5 separate regions of the Mus musculus genome follow, and all the other regions are linked to region 1. Evidence: chromatin contacts called from public HiChIP or PLAC-seq and promoter capture Hi-C data. All regions are on one chromosome and are shown on one strand. Each heading gives the region's core, a stretch centred on a gene start, on an enhancer-like site or on the middle of the called end of the contact. The rest is flanking DNA. Distances are from core to core; before and after follow the strand shown.

Evidence for each region. Promoter capture Hi-C pulls out the DNA fragments that hold promoters and counts their contacts. HiChIP or PLAC-seq counts read pairs in DNA pulled down with a chosen protein or histone mark. Capture Hi-C pulls out chosen DNA fragments and counts their contacts.
Region 2: a contact with region 1 is called in a promoter capture Hi-C map of pancreatic islet. The contact joins the promoter of Ticam1 here to the promoter of Znrf4 in region 1. A contact is called at or near these places in 7 of 39 promoter capture datasets (the 3T3-L1 cell line, the HPC-7 cell line, the SN4741 cell line and 4 more), 1 of 484 Hi-C or Micro-C datasets (cerebral cortex), 3 of 115 datasets of contacts at active chromatin or transcription factors (embryonic stem cells, pancreatic cancer cells and thymic regulatory T cells) and 2 of 9 other capture datasets (embryonic tail and pancreatic islet).
Region 3: a contact with region 1 is called in a promoter capture Hi-C map of pancreatic islet. The contact joins the promoter of Uhrf1 here to the promoter of Znrf4 in region 1. A contact is called at or near these places in 13 of 39 promoter capture datasets (the 3T3-L1 cell line, the C10 cell line, the HPC-7 cell line and 8 more), 1 of 15 datasets of contacts at CTCF or cohesin (the NIH/3T3 cell line), 4 of 484 Hi-C or Micro-C datasets (embryonic stem cells and olfactory sensory neurons), 9 of 115 datasets of contacts at active chromatin or transcription factors (bone marrow-derived macrophages, effector CD8 T cells, embryonic stem cells and 3 more) and 4 of 9 other capture datasets (adipose tissue, liver, macrophages and 1 more).
Region 4: a promoter capture Hi-C map of embryonic stem cells shows a contact between it and region 1, with 4 times the contacts expected there. The contact joins the promoter of Kdm4b here to the promoter of Znrf4 in region 1. A contact is called at or near these places in 14 of 39 promoter capture datasets (the 3T3-L1 cell line, the C10 cell line, cranial neural crest and 8 more), 1 of 15 datasets of contacts at CTCF or cohesin (large pre-B cells), 1 of 484 Hi-C or Micro-C datasets (embryonic stem cells), 15 of 115 datasets of contacts at active chromatin or transcription factors (the 230-238 cell line, acute myeloid leukemia, bone marrow-derived macrophages and 10 more) and 3 of 9 other capture datasets (adipose tissue, liver and pancreatic islet).
Region 5: a contact with region 1 is called in an HNF4G HiChIP or PLAC-seq map of pancreatic cancer cells. The contact joins the promoter of Ranbp3 here to the promoter of Znrf4 in region 1. A contact is called at or near these places in 3 of 39 promoter capture datasets (embryonic stem cells and stem cell-derived epiblast-like cells), 14 of 484 Hi-C or Micro-C datasets (B cells, CD8 T cells, the N1E-115 cell line and 5 more), 15 of 115 datasets of contacts at active chromatin or transcription factors (bone marrow-derived macrophages, double positive thymocytes, embryonic limb bud and 7 more) and 4 of 9 other capture datasets (adipose tissue, embryonic stem cells, liver and 1 more).

The regions. Positions count from the first base shown.
Region 1 is chr17:56,511,084-56,513,789 of GRCm38.p6, forward strand. Znrf4 (zinc and ring finger 4) reads right to left here and starts at 1,400. Exons shown (of 1, transcript NM_011483.2): 1 at 165-1,400. The coding sequence starts at 1,222. The coding sequence ends at 239.
Region 2 is chr17:56,275,369-56,278,074 of GRCm38.p6, forward strand. It overlaps Ticam1 (toll-like receptor adaptor molecule 1), which reads right to left and starts at 1,399. Exons shown (of 2, transcript NM_174989.5): 1 at 1,326-1,399.
Region 3 is chr17:56,301,962-56,304,667 of GRCm38.p6, forward strand. It overlaps Uhrf1 (ubiquitin-like, containing PHD and RING finger domains, 1), which reads left to right and starts at 1,376. Exons shown (of 17, transcript NM_010931.3): 1 at 1,376-1,600.
Region 4 is chr17:56,324,665-56,327,370 of GRCm38.p6, forward strand. It overlaps Kdm4b (lysine (K)-specific demethylase 4B), which reads left to right and starts at 1,386. Exons shown (of 23, transcript NM_172132.3): 1 at 1,386-1,565.
Region 5 is chr17:56,671,828-56,674,533 of GRCm38.p6, forward strand. Ranbp3 (RAN binding protein 3) reads left to right here and starts at 1,398. Exons shown (of 17, transcript NM_001252466.1): 1 at 1,398-1,584. The coding sequence starts at 1,563.

The DNA of each region.
Region 1 (2,706 bases), core at 150-2,649:
TTTGGACTGGGCAAGGCTATGCTGGGGTCGGGAGAAGATGGCGTGATTGTGTTGTGGTGGGCAGGCGGGGTCTGCTTCGTGGGCGAGGTTTGGCATGGCTACACAGAGGCCGTGTCCAGCTCCACTGGTTCCTTCAACGCAGTGCAGGAAAGCGGGAAACTATCCAGATTCAAACACGCTTTATTGGGCACCCCCAACCTCCCCTGCCTGGTTTCCGCCCTTCCCGCGTCAGTTGGGGTCAGGAGAGCTCGGAAGTCGCTTCTGACTGCGCCACGTTCTCCGCCACCCCCAGAGACGTGGTGCTGCTGCAGCGACGGCAGGGGACTGTCCGGGCTAGCAGCTCGAGCCTGCGGGAGCGCAGCCGGGCCTGGATGGCCCAGATGGGCGGGCGGTGTCCGGGGAGGGGTGGTTCCTCGCCGCCTACGCTGCCGTCCGTGGAACCGTCGTGAGTGCTGGCCACTGACTGTTTGCACAGGGGGCATGAACGCTGCGCGGCGCGCGAGAACCAGGGGTCGATGCAGCGACAGTGGTACGCATGTGCGCAAGGCAGGATCTTGAGCCGTTCCCCCTCCTCGTAGTCGTCCAGGCAGATGGCGCACAGGTCGCTGAGGCGCGTGAACGTGCGCACCTGTGCCTTCTGGCATGTCTGCGTCTTCACCGCGGTGCCCCGGCTACCCAAGCCCCGGACCCACGGCCACAGCTGCCGCAGCACGAACAGCGTAGATGCGGCCAGGGCCAGGGCTCGGGCGAGCGCCCAGGATGCAACCACTACAGGGTGACACTCGGGGTCGGGGCAGGGTTCCGCGTGAGGCAGCAGCACGCGGGCTGGCTGGTCGCAGCGTACGGTCACCTCCAAGTCCTCAAACTCGCGCAGCTGCCCTGGGGCCTCAGGGCCCACTGAGGCTGCTGTGGCTCCAGCTCTCTGTGCTCGCCGCCCTGTTTGCTCCCAGGAGCAGCCCAGGGGCCGGACCAGCACTAGTGGGTCCAGTGAGTGGTTGTCGGGCCAGGGGCCCTCGATGGCGTGGCAGGCGTCGGCCGGCCGGGCCACCAGCAGGTATCCGCGTGCCCTCTTGGGGTCCACAGGAACCCCAAGCAGCGCCGGGAGGTCCAAGAAGTCCACAGAGCTCAAGTTAACCTGAGCGTCCGTGGGCGACAGGGACAGGACCAGCCAGAAAGTCACCAGGGCCACTGGGGCTACCCGGGTCCACGCAAACCGCGCCATGGCAGTCCCTACCTCCGGCTCCCGAGCTCCGATGAGTCCCTGGTGGGACGGTACTGAAGCCCCTCGGGCATCTCCGGAGCCACGCGGGGATCCCGTGGCCGGGTGGGAGCGGCGCCTACTGTGGCCGAACTCGGGGGCCTCAAGCGGAAGAGGCTCCCGGCGACAGTTCAGCCCACATGATGTCCAGGAGACAAGTTCTGAGGATGACACCTCGGGGTTCTGGACGCTTCCGACCTTTATGACGTCATTGTCATAAATCCCTTTGGCTGTTGCAGACTGGTGGCTGGTGGAGCATTACTTGATCCCTGACTTAGGTCATTCCCAGAGGAGCCCAGGTCATTCGCCTCATTTGATGTCAGTTCATGAACAGGGAAACTGAGTCTAACTTGGCATCTGAGCACAACAGTAGACTTCAGGCATAGGATTCCCGTTGACAGAGCAGCCTCTCACCACCCCAGGGAAGCAGAATGCTGTTGCTCCCGTCAGCTGTGGGCTTGTGGCGTGGCCATACGGACTCGGGGCTCCGATTGGCTGGGCTCATCTCAGTATGCCTACCCCAGAGGACAAATAAAACTCAAGAAGAGATAGGAACTTGTATTTTGGTAAGGGGATCCACCCTCCCAAAACTCACACAGACTGAGGAACTCCCTTCCCCTCCCCAACCTGATACCATGGAGATACCTGGATCCATTCTCTCCTGTCTGGACAGGTCCTCATCATGTGCAGTGTCATTTTGTAGCTCTGAACTGTGGATGCAGTAACAATTGAGGACTATTATGCTAGTGAGGAGATCAAGGAAACAACTACAAGGATTCTTTGCCTTCCTTGAACTAGATGCCTGGCATCTTGCTCAGTGCCATCTCTGTATCTCTACTGTGCCACCCTCAGAAAGGCCTTGCCCCCTCTGAACCTTGCTCCCCAATTCCTTGTGGCCAATCAGGGCTCTCGTATTGTTTGGTGTGACTAGTGCTCCCGCCATAATCAGCTGTGACTGAAGTTCAGAGGCAGGGACATGCGCTGTCTCTGCTTGGGTGCAAAGGAAGTGGGACTCAGTTCTTTTCCAGCATCACTGTCCTTCGGATTCCCAGGTCAGTCCCCAGACTATGACTAAAGACCTGACATGGTCTGGTTAGAGGGAAGGTCCTGGTTTTGCTGGGTTATTGTTCTCTGTTTTCTTTCTTTCTTCCTTTCTCTCTCTCTCTCTCTCTCTCTCTCTCTCTCTCTCTCTCTTTCCTTCTTTCTTTCTTTCTTTCTTTCTTTCCTCCTTTCTTTCTTTCTTTCTTTCTTTTTTTTTTTTTTTTGGTTTTTTGGTTTTTTGGTTTTTCGAGACAGGGTTTCTCTGTGTAGCCCTGGCTGTCTTTGAACTCACTTTGTAGACCAAGCTGGCCTCAAACTCAGAAATCTGCCTGCCTCTGCCTCCTGAGTGCTGGGATTAAAGGCGTGTGCCACCACACCCGGCTCTCTGTTTTCTTGAGACAAGTGCT
Region 2 (2,706 bases), core at 149-2,648, 240 kb before region 1:
CACCCTCTTCTGCCTCCTGAGTGCTGGGATCAAAGGTATGTACAACCACTGCCCAACAACAGGAGGATTCTTGAACCCAAGAGATCAGGGTCCACTTAGGTAAGTTCCAGGTCAGCCTGGTCAGCATAGTGATACACCCTGTCTTAAGATACAAATAACACAGCTGGGCGTGGTGGCGCACGCCTTTAATCCCAGTACTCAGGAGGCAGAGGCAGGTAGATTTCTGAGTTCAAGGCTAGCCTGGTCTACAAAGTGAGTTCCAGGACAGCCAGGGCTACACAGAGAAACCCTGCCTCAAAAACCAAAAAAAAAAAAAAAAAAAAAAAAAGATACAAATAACACAAATGACACAAAAATAAAGGTAGTTATTTTTAAGAGAGAGGGAAGAGGAAAGGGGAGAGTAAGGAGAGAGAGAGAAAGAAGGAGGGAAGGAGAAGGGGAGGGGGAGGGGAGAGTTAGGAAGAGGGAGGAGATGTGCTCAGTGGGTAAAGCACTCATCCAGCATGCCAGTCTGGCAATGGTGGCTCAGGCCTTTAATCCTAGCACTTGGGAGGCAGAGGCAGGTGGATTTCGAGTTCAAGGCCAGCCTGGTCTACAGAGTGAGTTCCAGGACAGCCAGGGCTACACAGAGAAACCCTGTCTCAAAAAAAAAAAAAAAAAAAAAAGCATCCAGCATGCCTAAGAGACTGTGTGATATCCCCAGAACAGCAGAAACCAGGATGGGTGGATGGTGAGTGGATGGGGTAAATAGGCCTCTTTCTTTCTTCCCTGGCCTTCTCTCCCTGGCAGAACTTAGTCTCTGGCACAGGGGGGCCCTCCTCCAGGCTCTGCTGACTGTCAGCTCTGGAACTCAGGGACTTTGTACTGCCAGGGTGACCTTGCATGTATCCAGGGGCCGGAAATAGTTGACTGTAGAAGGTGCAGCAAGCCAGTCCCCACAGGTAGTAGTAGATGGTGTCTGTGTTAGTCTGGGGCAGGAATTTTGACAGGGAACATTGAGGTAGAGAAAGCAGATCTGATCAGGAAATAGCGACAACGGGAGGGATTGAGGGTGGAGAGGGTTGAGGATTCGCTGTTGGGGCTGGAGAAGACCTGGGACTTAGAAGATCTAGCCATGGAGGTTGGGGGGGGGGGGGGGTAACTAGGAACTGAGCGAGCACCCAGGGTCACAGGGCTGGTTTGGGAGTTAGGAGTTGGATTGCGGATCTGAGTATCCATGGGAAAGAACTTGAGGAACCTGGCAGCCTGCAGGTGGCCGGCCCAGCATCTATTCCCGACCCTATGCCCGCCGGCCCGCCGTCCTGTTCCCTCTGCCTTCATCCTACCTGGCTGTAGGGGTCTTGAGCTGGTAGATCTCCCGGTCCCTGGTGGCTGCTGGAGGAGGAGGAGAGAGAAGGGAGGAGGGAGCGTTCGGTTCCGCCCCTTCCTCCCTTCCGGGTCTGGGGGGGGGGGTAGGGGGGGGATGAAGTCAGCGTGTAATCTTATCTAGCTGAGCCAAGCCCTGCCCTCCCGCCCAGTGTCCTGGCGCCACGTGGAACTAGGCAGGACTTGTACTTTGTGAGGCCAGAGCTGGGGAAAGGAAGAAGGAACCCTCCGCCCACAGAGAACTTTAAGCTGTTAGCCAAAGAGCTCAGCTAGTGACATACTCTGGGGATTCGCAAAGCACCATGTGGCTAAGTGCACTGGGAACCTGATGACTCACACTTGTCAGTCCAGCATCACACAGAAAACTAAAGCAGAGAGATTGCCCAGAGTTCCAAGGAAGCCTGACCCACAGAGTGAGACCTCCATCTCAAAAATAAGTTCATACAAGATAAGTAAACAGAAGTGCTGGAGGCCACAAGGTTTTATACAACTGTTAGGTTGTAAATATTTTTAATTCTTTACTTGATTTTACTTGGTGTTGTGTGTATGTATGTGCATGCAGGCATGTATGAATGTAGGTCAAAGAACCGCAAGTACCATTACTTGCTGAGCCGTCACAGAGACACAACACAAAGATTTGTCGGAGATTTCTGGGTATTTACTTTTGAGAAACGGTCTGTGTATGCATACTGGGACTTGGGGCTATCCTCCTAGCTCAGCTAGATGGTGAGATTACAGGCATACTTTAAAGCTTTATTTATTTATTTTACGTATGAGTACACTCTGGCTCTCTTCAGATACACCAGAAGAGGGCATCAGATCTCATTACAGTCGGTTGTGAGCCACATCTGATGGATGTGGTTGCTAGGGGTTGAACTCGGGGACCTCTGGAAGAGTAGCCAGTGCTCTTAGCCACTGAGCCATCTCTCCAGCCCTATGGCATGTTTTAAAACTGATAAAACTAAATTGTGAAAACAGAAAAGCAGCAGTTCCCAGAGGACTATGACTGGAAGATGAGGTGCACAAAGGAGAACCACCCCACCCTCTTGCTGGGGAGTCTAGGCAGGAGTATCTGCCTCATGCCACTGAACTCAATCTCTCCCAGACTCTGGACACTCATCTCCCCAAAGCAGGTAGCAGACGGACTTCTCCACATTTTCATGCTTACATATGCACACGTATTTGTGTAAGTTGGAGGTTGACATCAAGTGTTTGCTCTTGGTCACATCTTTAGGAGACAGTTTCCTGAGTCCAGCCATCTCAGAAACAAGTTCTATCTTGCTGGCAGGGTCAAGACTGAGTTCATGTTCCCAGGCCCCAGAATACAACTCCTATCCTGCT
Region 3 (2,706 bases), core at 126-2,625, 210 kb before region 1:
TTAATTATCTTTGTTACATGCATTTTTTTGAGATGGTCTTTGTAGCCCATGCTAGGGATGGATTTCGACCCCTGATCCTCCTGGCTTTACTTTCCAAGTGCCTGAGTGCCAGGAGGGTGTCAGGAGGCTAATGACCATCTGGGAAATCTTTCCTTACCATTAGAAATCCCTGTTTTCCCAGCTCTTGGAGGTGAGAGGTGAGGGCCTGGAGACCTTTGGGGCTCACGGAAAGATACTTGAAACATCTTTGGAGGGACAACTTCTACCGAGCCCCACAAATGGTCTGGGGTTAGTGCAATACCTGTTAGCCCAGAACTAGCAAGATGGAGGCAAGAGGCTCTGGAGTTCTAAGTCATCTTCAGCTACAGAGCAAGTTGAAGGCTAGCCTGGGCTATGTGAGACTCTTTTAAAAAACAAACACAGTTAAACAAAAATTGGAAGTCTTTCTGCTAAGGACCTTTAAAACCAACGTCCTTCACTCGGCCTCTGATGCCTTACTTGTTCCAGTCCAGGTGCCTCCTCCTGCCTTCCCCTCTAAGCCTTCTTTATACCTCATGTGTCCTTGGCTTCCTCAGCCGGAAGTGCCTCTGTCCCAGCCCCCACGTGGCCACTGGTCACTTCTGACCTCATGACTTGTGGATGTACCTGGAATTGTCCTCTATGTTCATTATTTTCTTCTCCACTGTTTTCTAGGTCAGGATTTGCTTTCCCAGAGATGGCAAATGCTGGAGGGGAGGGTGTGCCTCACAAGCAGTTGGGCCCCCTAACTCTGGTTTCTCTATCCACTAGTTATTGCACAGATGCCCAGCGCGCGCCAAGTGTCCGCCAAGAATGGTTAGAACAGAGCAGGCCGCCGGGGTGGAGGGGGCAGGGAGGCCCTGCACGCCTGGACAGCTTGCTGACCGGCAGGGTGGGGGTGGGGAAACCAGGCAGGAAAAGAAGCCCTGCGGATGGGTAGCATGAGAGACCATCTGTAGTGTTCTGTTACTCAATGAGCTCAGACCTGACATGGGGTGCAGGGTATCTGGTGGGGAGGCACCCCTCAAGTTCCCCTAGGGGATATGAATATAGATTCAGGGTTGCTTAGATTAAGAGGTCAAAGTTTGTCCAGCTCAGAAGGAATAGACATGTAGTGTGGTCAGAAGTCTCGGGGTGGTGGTGGTGTCCCTTTCTCCTCTCCCAGGAATGCTATGAGGTTTACATGGTGGGGGAACTGGGCCTTCTTGGTAAAGTGAGCATAGCCGGCAGGGAAAGTCCATGGCCCGTTGGGCGGAGCCGGGGGTGGGGTAGATCCTTAGTCATGCGGACGCCCCACTTGCTTTCTCGCTTCCCGCCACAGCGCCAGCCAATCAGGAATCAAGAGCCCTCCCCACCCAATTGGGGTGGAAGTCTCCCGCAGCAGCCTGTGCACACTAATAAAAACGCCCTGAGTTTTCGCGGGAAAAAAAGTCCTAGCAGCTGGAAGGAACCCGCGCTCTAGTGCTCACTTGGGTCTTCAGCCACTCACGCGGCTCCCTTCTGGGTCACCCAGCCGCAGAGCCCTAGCCTAGAACCAGGCGTTCCAAGGGAGAGGAGAGTGCGGATCGCCGCCGTGAGAGAGGTGAGTGGAAGAGCGCGTTCTATGCACACAGTGGCACGCGGGGCACCACGCAAAACTGAAAGGAACCCTTCTCACACAAGGCTGCGGGGGCTTGCTTCAGGGGATCCGATGGGTGTCTTCTACGCTTAGCCCTCTTACTGGTCAGGCGCACTACGTTGACGGCCCGGGTCGTGGGGGGGAGCTTTGCAAAACTTTCCCGCGCGTGGGGTGAGATCTGCAGAGGGCCATTGCCCACGCGTGGGTTCCACACCTCTTGTAAGAGGAATCCGAGTTGTGTCCTCCACGCTGAGCCTCCCTCTCCGGCCCTGTGCACACGGTTAGACCCGAAAACTTGGCATAAGTTTCCCGCGCGTGGCTCGGGGCATTGCACAGCCACTGCGCATGCGTGCTTCTGCATCCGTTGAGGGGCAACTTGAGAGGAATCCTCCACGCTGCACCTGGTTTTTCACTCTCCTGGGTGCCGCTAAAGTTCGCGGGAAACGCGTGGGGTCCGGCGGGGAAGTGCACGCGGCTCCACGCCTAAGAGCGGACACTCCCCGAGATTCAATTGTCGCGCCCGAGTCGGGTTTCGCGCGCCCAGGCGTCTCCGAGGTCATCTAGGCCAATCGCATGCGAGGAGGGCGGGGCACGTAGCCCGGGAGGAGCCAATCAGCAGCGAGCTCTCCGGGAAGGGCGGAACTTAAACGGCGGGGCTCCAGGGGTCTGGCCTGGGCGGCGGCGGCGGATGTGGGCGTGGGCTCTGTGCCTCCCGGGTCTTTAAAGCGCCTTTCCGGGAGGCCAGGGTCTGTGTCCCGAGGGGAAGTTAGGGCAGCCAGCTGTGGGTGGGGTTCAGGTGAGTTTGTGGCCACAAGCGCGCGCTAACGGGTGGCCCGGCCCGGACTGCCGGTTGCCATGGCCACGGCGGGGGGGTGTCTTGCTCTAAGTACGCGCGCGGGAGGCACGGGTCTGGAACTTTGGGGGAGTCCTGAGTGGTGTGTGTGTGTGTGTGTGTGTGTGTGCGTGCGCGGGGGCCCCTGCCTTCTGTGACCGAGTTCTCCCTCCTGGGACTTGAGAGGTTCCAGTCCGCTTCGGAGTTGGCGAGTTCCAGTTACTGGGACTTAAGACTA
Region 4 (2,706 bases), core at 136-2,635, 190 kb before region 1:
GGTGACTGGCGTGGGTGATGGCTGTTCTCTTTACATTGCACAATGAAGAGCAATGGAAACAATTCAAGACTCGTCTAGCTTGGAATAATTTATGTGTAACCTTGAGAGTTAGTGAATTAGCAACAGACTAGGGGGGTAGAACAAATATCTTGGGTGCACAAAGAACCTGCTCTAAGGAGGGTACTTTCCAGATGTTAGATATTAAAGTAGAAGGATTTCTAGTCTACCCCATAAAACAGGAATGTTGTCACCTCTGCTTGCTCAAGTATAGAAGCCGTAATGGTAGTTTGCAAAGCAGGCTCTGGATAAAAGAGCTTGCAGTGAAGCCTAACAACCCAGATGACAAACTCCAGAGTTGCCCTCTGACCTGTAGAGGTATATACCACACATATATACAAAATAATAAAAATTTAAAATTATAAATGCATATTGATGGGGATGATATCAGACCTTAACTAAATGCTCTTGAGTGCAGGGTGACTGGTGTGGTGATGCTGTTCCCTTCACATCGCACAATGAAGAGATGGAAACAATTGTGTGGAGCAGGGGCTTGGACACCTGTAGCTGGAATTTGGGTGCCCAGGCCTCCAATTTGCAATACGCTGAGCTAGAGAGTAGGACCTAGGACATTTTGAGAAGTAGATAATTGAATCCTCTTCCACTGAGTTATTGCAACGCTTTCCATGGGTACAGCTATCAGTTCAAGGTGGGGGGTGGGGTGGACCAAGTCGCGCACGTTTTAGGGAACTCATGAACGTTTGGGGAGGGCAATATGGAACGCTTTTGAGATCCTCTTACCCTAGTTCGGCCTTTTGCAAAGCTGGGCTCAAATTCTGACTCTAGATCTAGAACTACTGGGTTTCGAACCACTGTCTCCGGACCCAGAGCTGATGTTGTGCAGGAAATCACGTACTCAGCAGCCGCCCGATCACAGGGTGGAGTCTGGAGCAGCAAGACAGCGATTGACATTCAGTCGCAACCATTCGGCACCCAGAGACCGGTACCAAACACCAATCCGCGTTTGTCTCAGTAAAGTCTGAGAACGCGCTTGTCAATCTGCGTGAGCTCGGGGCTATCCTACACCCGACCGCAGCCGGATTGGCTGTGTGCATCTTGACGGGCATGCTTCGTACCCACTGAAAGCTGAGCCGGTCACTAGGCACGTGAGTGGGTGCCGGCACGTCCTCGGGGTTGGACCAATGAAGGGAAGAAATCGAGTGCCTGCTCCCGCCCCAGGTCGCGGAGGGCGGGGCCGCTCGGTGTTGATGAGGGGAGGGGTGGAGCTGTCAGCCGCCACCAATCAGCGTGCGGGCGTGGGCTGAATGCCCAATGGCGGCCGAGTAGGAGCCGTCGCCCCGCCCCTCTGAAGCTTCGCCTCCCCGCCCCGGGCTCTTGCTGAGGGCTCGGCCGCGAGCGAGCGAACCATCGAAGGAGCAAAGAGACCGGGCGAAGCTCGGAGCCCAGTGGCCGGGGCGAGCGAGTGAGGGCCGGCGGGGGCGACGCGAGACGGCCGGGCACGCGCCGCTCAGCCTGCTGTCTGCGGCCCGGGCCGCGCGTTGCGCCAGGTGAGTGAGTGTGCGATCCGTGGCGGCGCTCAGCAGCTTCCAGGCCCCTTTGGGGGGCCGCGCGGCCGCCATGCCTGCCCCCACGCCGCACCTTGGGCCGCCGCGCGCACTCCAGGCCGAGGCTTTGGCTGCGGCCTACTCGGCTCCTCAGGGCGGCGGAGTACGCCGCGCTTTTGTCCGTTCGGGCGAAGCTGCTGTTTGTTGATCGACAAAACGATTGTGTGCCTGGGAAAGGAGGGTGTGTTTTTTTGGGGGTGGGTGGGGGGGGTTGACGATGGGGCCGGACAAAGGCGGGGCGGGGGCGGGGCGCCGCGTCCCCTTTCCAGGGCACAAAAGATGACAGCGTGGGTGGCCCGGTCCAGCCATCCCTTCAACAACCCCAAATCCTTAAAAATAAAAAACCCACTCCAAGTCCCTGCTCCCCGCCGCTTGCATTTTGGTTCCCTTTGGTTTGGAGCTGTCCCCTCCAAACACTCACCCATCATGGCCTTGCAAACTTGACCCCCGCATGTCCAGAATCTGTAAATCACCATATAATCTGCATTTTAAAAATGAAAATAAATAGTACACGTATCTGCTATTGCAATGGCAGCCTTTCCACCTCGCTTCTGTACCCTGGTCTCTTTGCTTTCCAGCTCCCTTCTTTCTGTAAGCCATGAAATGTGCAGTTTTCCGCGTGCACACTAGTCCAGGGCATCCCGGCAGACAGGGAAGCTTGGCAAAGCTGGGGACAGCTGGGGGTGGCTTTCCTACTGCCATATCCTGGGGGGTTTTGGGGGTTCTGTTAGGGGTTTCGGTCAGCCAGCTGAGAGTATAAGGGATTCCAGGTTTGCAGATTTGATGCTGTAACTGGTGCGGTTTGGCCATTACGGTTCGGGCATCGCGGTTCCTTGTCCCATCTGTCTGAAAGGGGGGGGGGCGGGGCGGAGGATGGCATCGCTTTAATAATTAACACCTGGGGAAGTGTCTTGCCGGAGTAGTTGCTAGTTTTTTTCAACTATGGAGAGGATGGATCCGGTATGTTTCAAAAAGCAAAAAGAAAGAGTGTATCTTTCCCTGTAACCAAGTGGGATTTGCTCAGCCTGCAGCCTGGTGCCAGCACCTTCATAGGCGCTGAGGATCTTGGTTGCAGAAGGTTGGG
Region 5 (2,706 bases), core at 148-2,647, 160 kb after region 1:
CACCCTCATCTACAAAGCCATTTCGAGGGCAGTCTGGGCTACATAAAATACTCAAAACTGGGGGTGGGGGGGGAGAAAGAAAGTGTGAGTGAGCTCTTTTTTTTTTTTTTTTTTTTTCGAGACAGGGTTTCTCTGTGTAGCCCTGGCTGTCCTGGAACTCACTCTGTAGACCAGGCTGGCCTCGAACTCAGAGATCTGCCTGCCTCTGCCTCCCAAGTGCTGGGATTAAAGGCATGTGCCACCACGCCCGGCAAGAGTGAGTTCTATATCTGTGGCCCCAGCACTTGGGAAGATGAGGCAGGAGAATTTTGAGTTCAAGACCAGACTGGACTACACTGTGACAGTGTCTCCCTATCTCACAGATCTATAGGAGTATACCCAGATTTAAAATACGTAGTAGCTGCTTTCAGGTGTCTTGTCAGTATGCAAAGGTGAATATAGGTTTGGTTTTCCATTCTCCCTTCCTTTCTTTCTTCCTTACTTCTTCTTCTTCTTCTTCTTCTCTCTCTCTCTCTCTCTCTCTCTCTCTCTCTCTCTCTCTCTCTCTCTCTCTCTTTCTTTCTTTTTTCCAGACAGGGTTTCTCTGTATAGCCCTGGCTGTCCTGGAACTCACTCTGTAGACCAGACTGCCCTCGAACTCAGAAATCCGCCTGCCTCTGCCTCCCGAGTGCTGGGATTAAAGGCGTACGCCACCACGCCTGGCCTGAGTTCTTAGCACCCACATAGTTGGCTTAGACCGGTCACCCACAGTCCAGTTCCAGGATAGCCTTTCCTTTTTTAGCCTTTTGTAGGCACTGCACACACATAGCACTCATACACAAATACATCTTTTCTTATTACTTATTGTTTGTTTGTTTTCAAGACATAGTCTGTGTAGCCCTGGACCAGGCTGCTCTCAAACGGAGATCCTCTTGCGTCTGCCTGAGTGCTGGGATTAAAGGCGTGCGCACCAATGCCAAGTCTAATGCCCAGAGAGGTTAAGAGTCTAGTTTTATTAGGACATCCTGTGTTTGAAATCTAGGGTGACCTCTGACTTTGCCTCTTCCTCAACCACCCCAAATAGCCATAGGAAAGCTGTGTGAAAGGGCCTGGCTTCTGATTCAGGGACATGGGCCACTCCTTCCTGTACGCGGAATCGCTAAAAAGCCTACCTAGGCTCACGCCAGAGAAACAAACAGAGAAAGTGGCGGGATGGCAGTCAGGACAGCAAGCAGCGGCACGTCTCTCCTGCGCATGCGTGGGGCTCGGCCATCCTCCTCCCCCCCCCCCACCTCCTTAACATGCTGCCAATGCTAGGAGCTCAGGACCAATAGCAAACTGGCGCTGCCTGTGCGCATGCGTGCCACGCTAGCCACACCCTCTTCCCTTTGCGGGCGGGAAGAGGCGGGCGGAGAGCCGTTACTGCGCAGGCGCGCGGCCGGAGCTCTAGCGGGTGCGAGCTTCCCTCCTCCTCACACCGGCGCTGGCTTATGGGATGCGCAGGCGCAGAACTCTCCCAGCAGAAAGCCCTCGGAGCCCGGGGGCCGGGCGCGGGGCCTTGTGGGAGGGCTTAAGGAAGTAAAATGGCGGACCTGGCGAACGAAGGTAGGGGAGGCGCCGCCGGGGGCCAGCTGGCGGCAGGCGGGCGCGGGGCGGGAAGTCAAGGGAGCCCCAGAGTCGAAGGGCGAGCGCTTCAGGTTGTGGGAGTTCGGCCTCACCCGGTCTGGGCACCCAGCGGGCCCCCCTACCGTGGAGTCTGGTCCCCGGCCGGGTTCCTCGCGGCAGCCCCGGCTTCTGCCTCCTCCCGACCTCGAGGCTCCTCGGCCGCGCCGCGACCGCCTCCCACCCCCCACCCCCACCCCACGCCTTCCGGCCTCGCAGGCCGCCCGGGGAGCCCAACGGGCCTTGAGACGCGGCTCCGCGGCCTCGAACGAGGCGGGCGAGACCTCCGAGCCTGCTCGCGGGCCCAGCCCGCCACGCTCCCTTCCCCGCTTCCCTCGCCTGGGGCCTGGGCCTCCTTCCCCGGCATAGCCTCAGGCTCAGGTCCGGCTCTCCTTCATCCCGCGAAGGTGCTCGGCCACCCCGACCTGTAGCTTACACCCCGAGGTCTGCTTAAACCCGGACCGGGCGCCCCTATTCCCGCCACAGGGCTCCAGGTCCTTTGAGGTGCACTTGATGCCCCCCATTTAGGCCTGGCCATCTGATCTTGAAACTCCTAACTGCTTCTTCACATCCCGTTTTTATTTTTGACACCGTGAAACCTCCCCTCTGGAGTCGACATCCCATTTAAGGGGTTTGAATATGGTAGGACTACCCAGTTGTTGCAGAACCTGCACGTCTCTTCCTACCAGTCTTCAGAGTCCTTTGGAGTGCAGCTTACATCCCCTGATTTAGGCTTGGCCACCTGATCTGTATTTCCTAATTCAGTGGTTCTCAATCTTCTTAATGCCGTGACCCTTAAATATAGTTCCTCATTGTGGTGACCCCAACCATAAAATTATTTTTGTTACTTCTTCATAACTAGCTTTGCTACTGTTATGAATGGTAATGTAAATGTTTCTGGATTTCCTATTTAGACATTTGCCAAAGGGGTGGCAACCCACAGGTTGAGCACTGATATACTAATTGCTTCCACACCCCCTTTTGCCCCGTGGCCCTGACTCCCTGAGCACTCTGGGATGTAACACTTTCTCAGTCAGCCTGATGCTTGACACCCAGTGGTGGCCC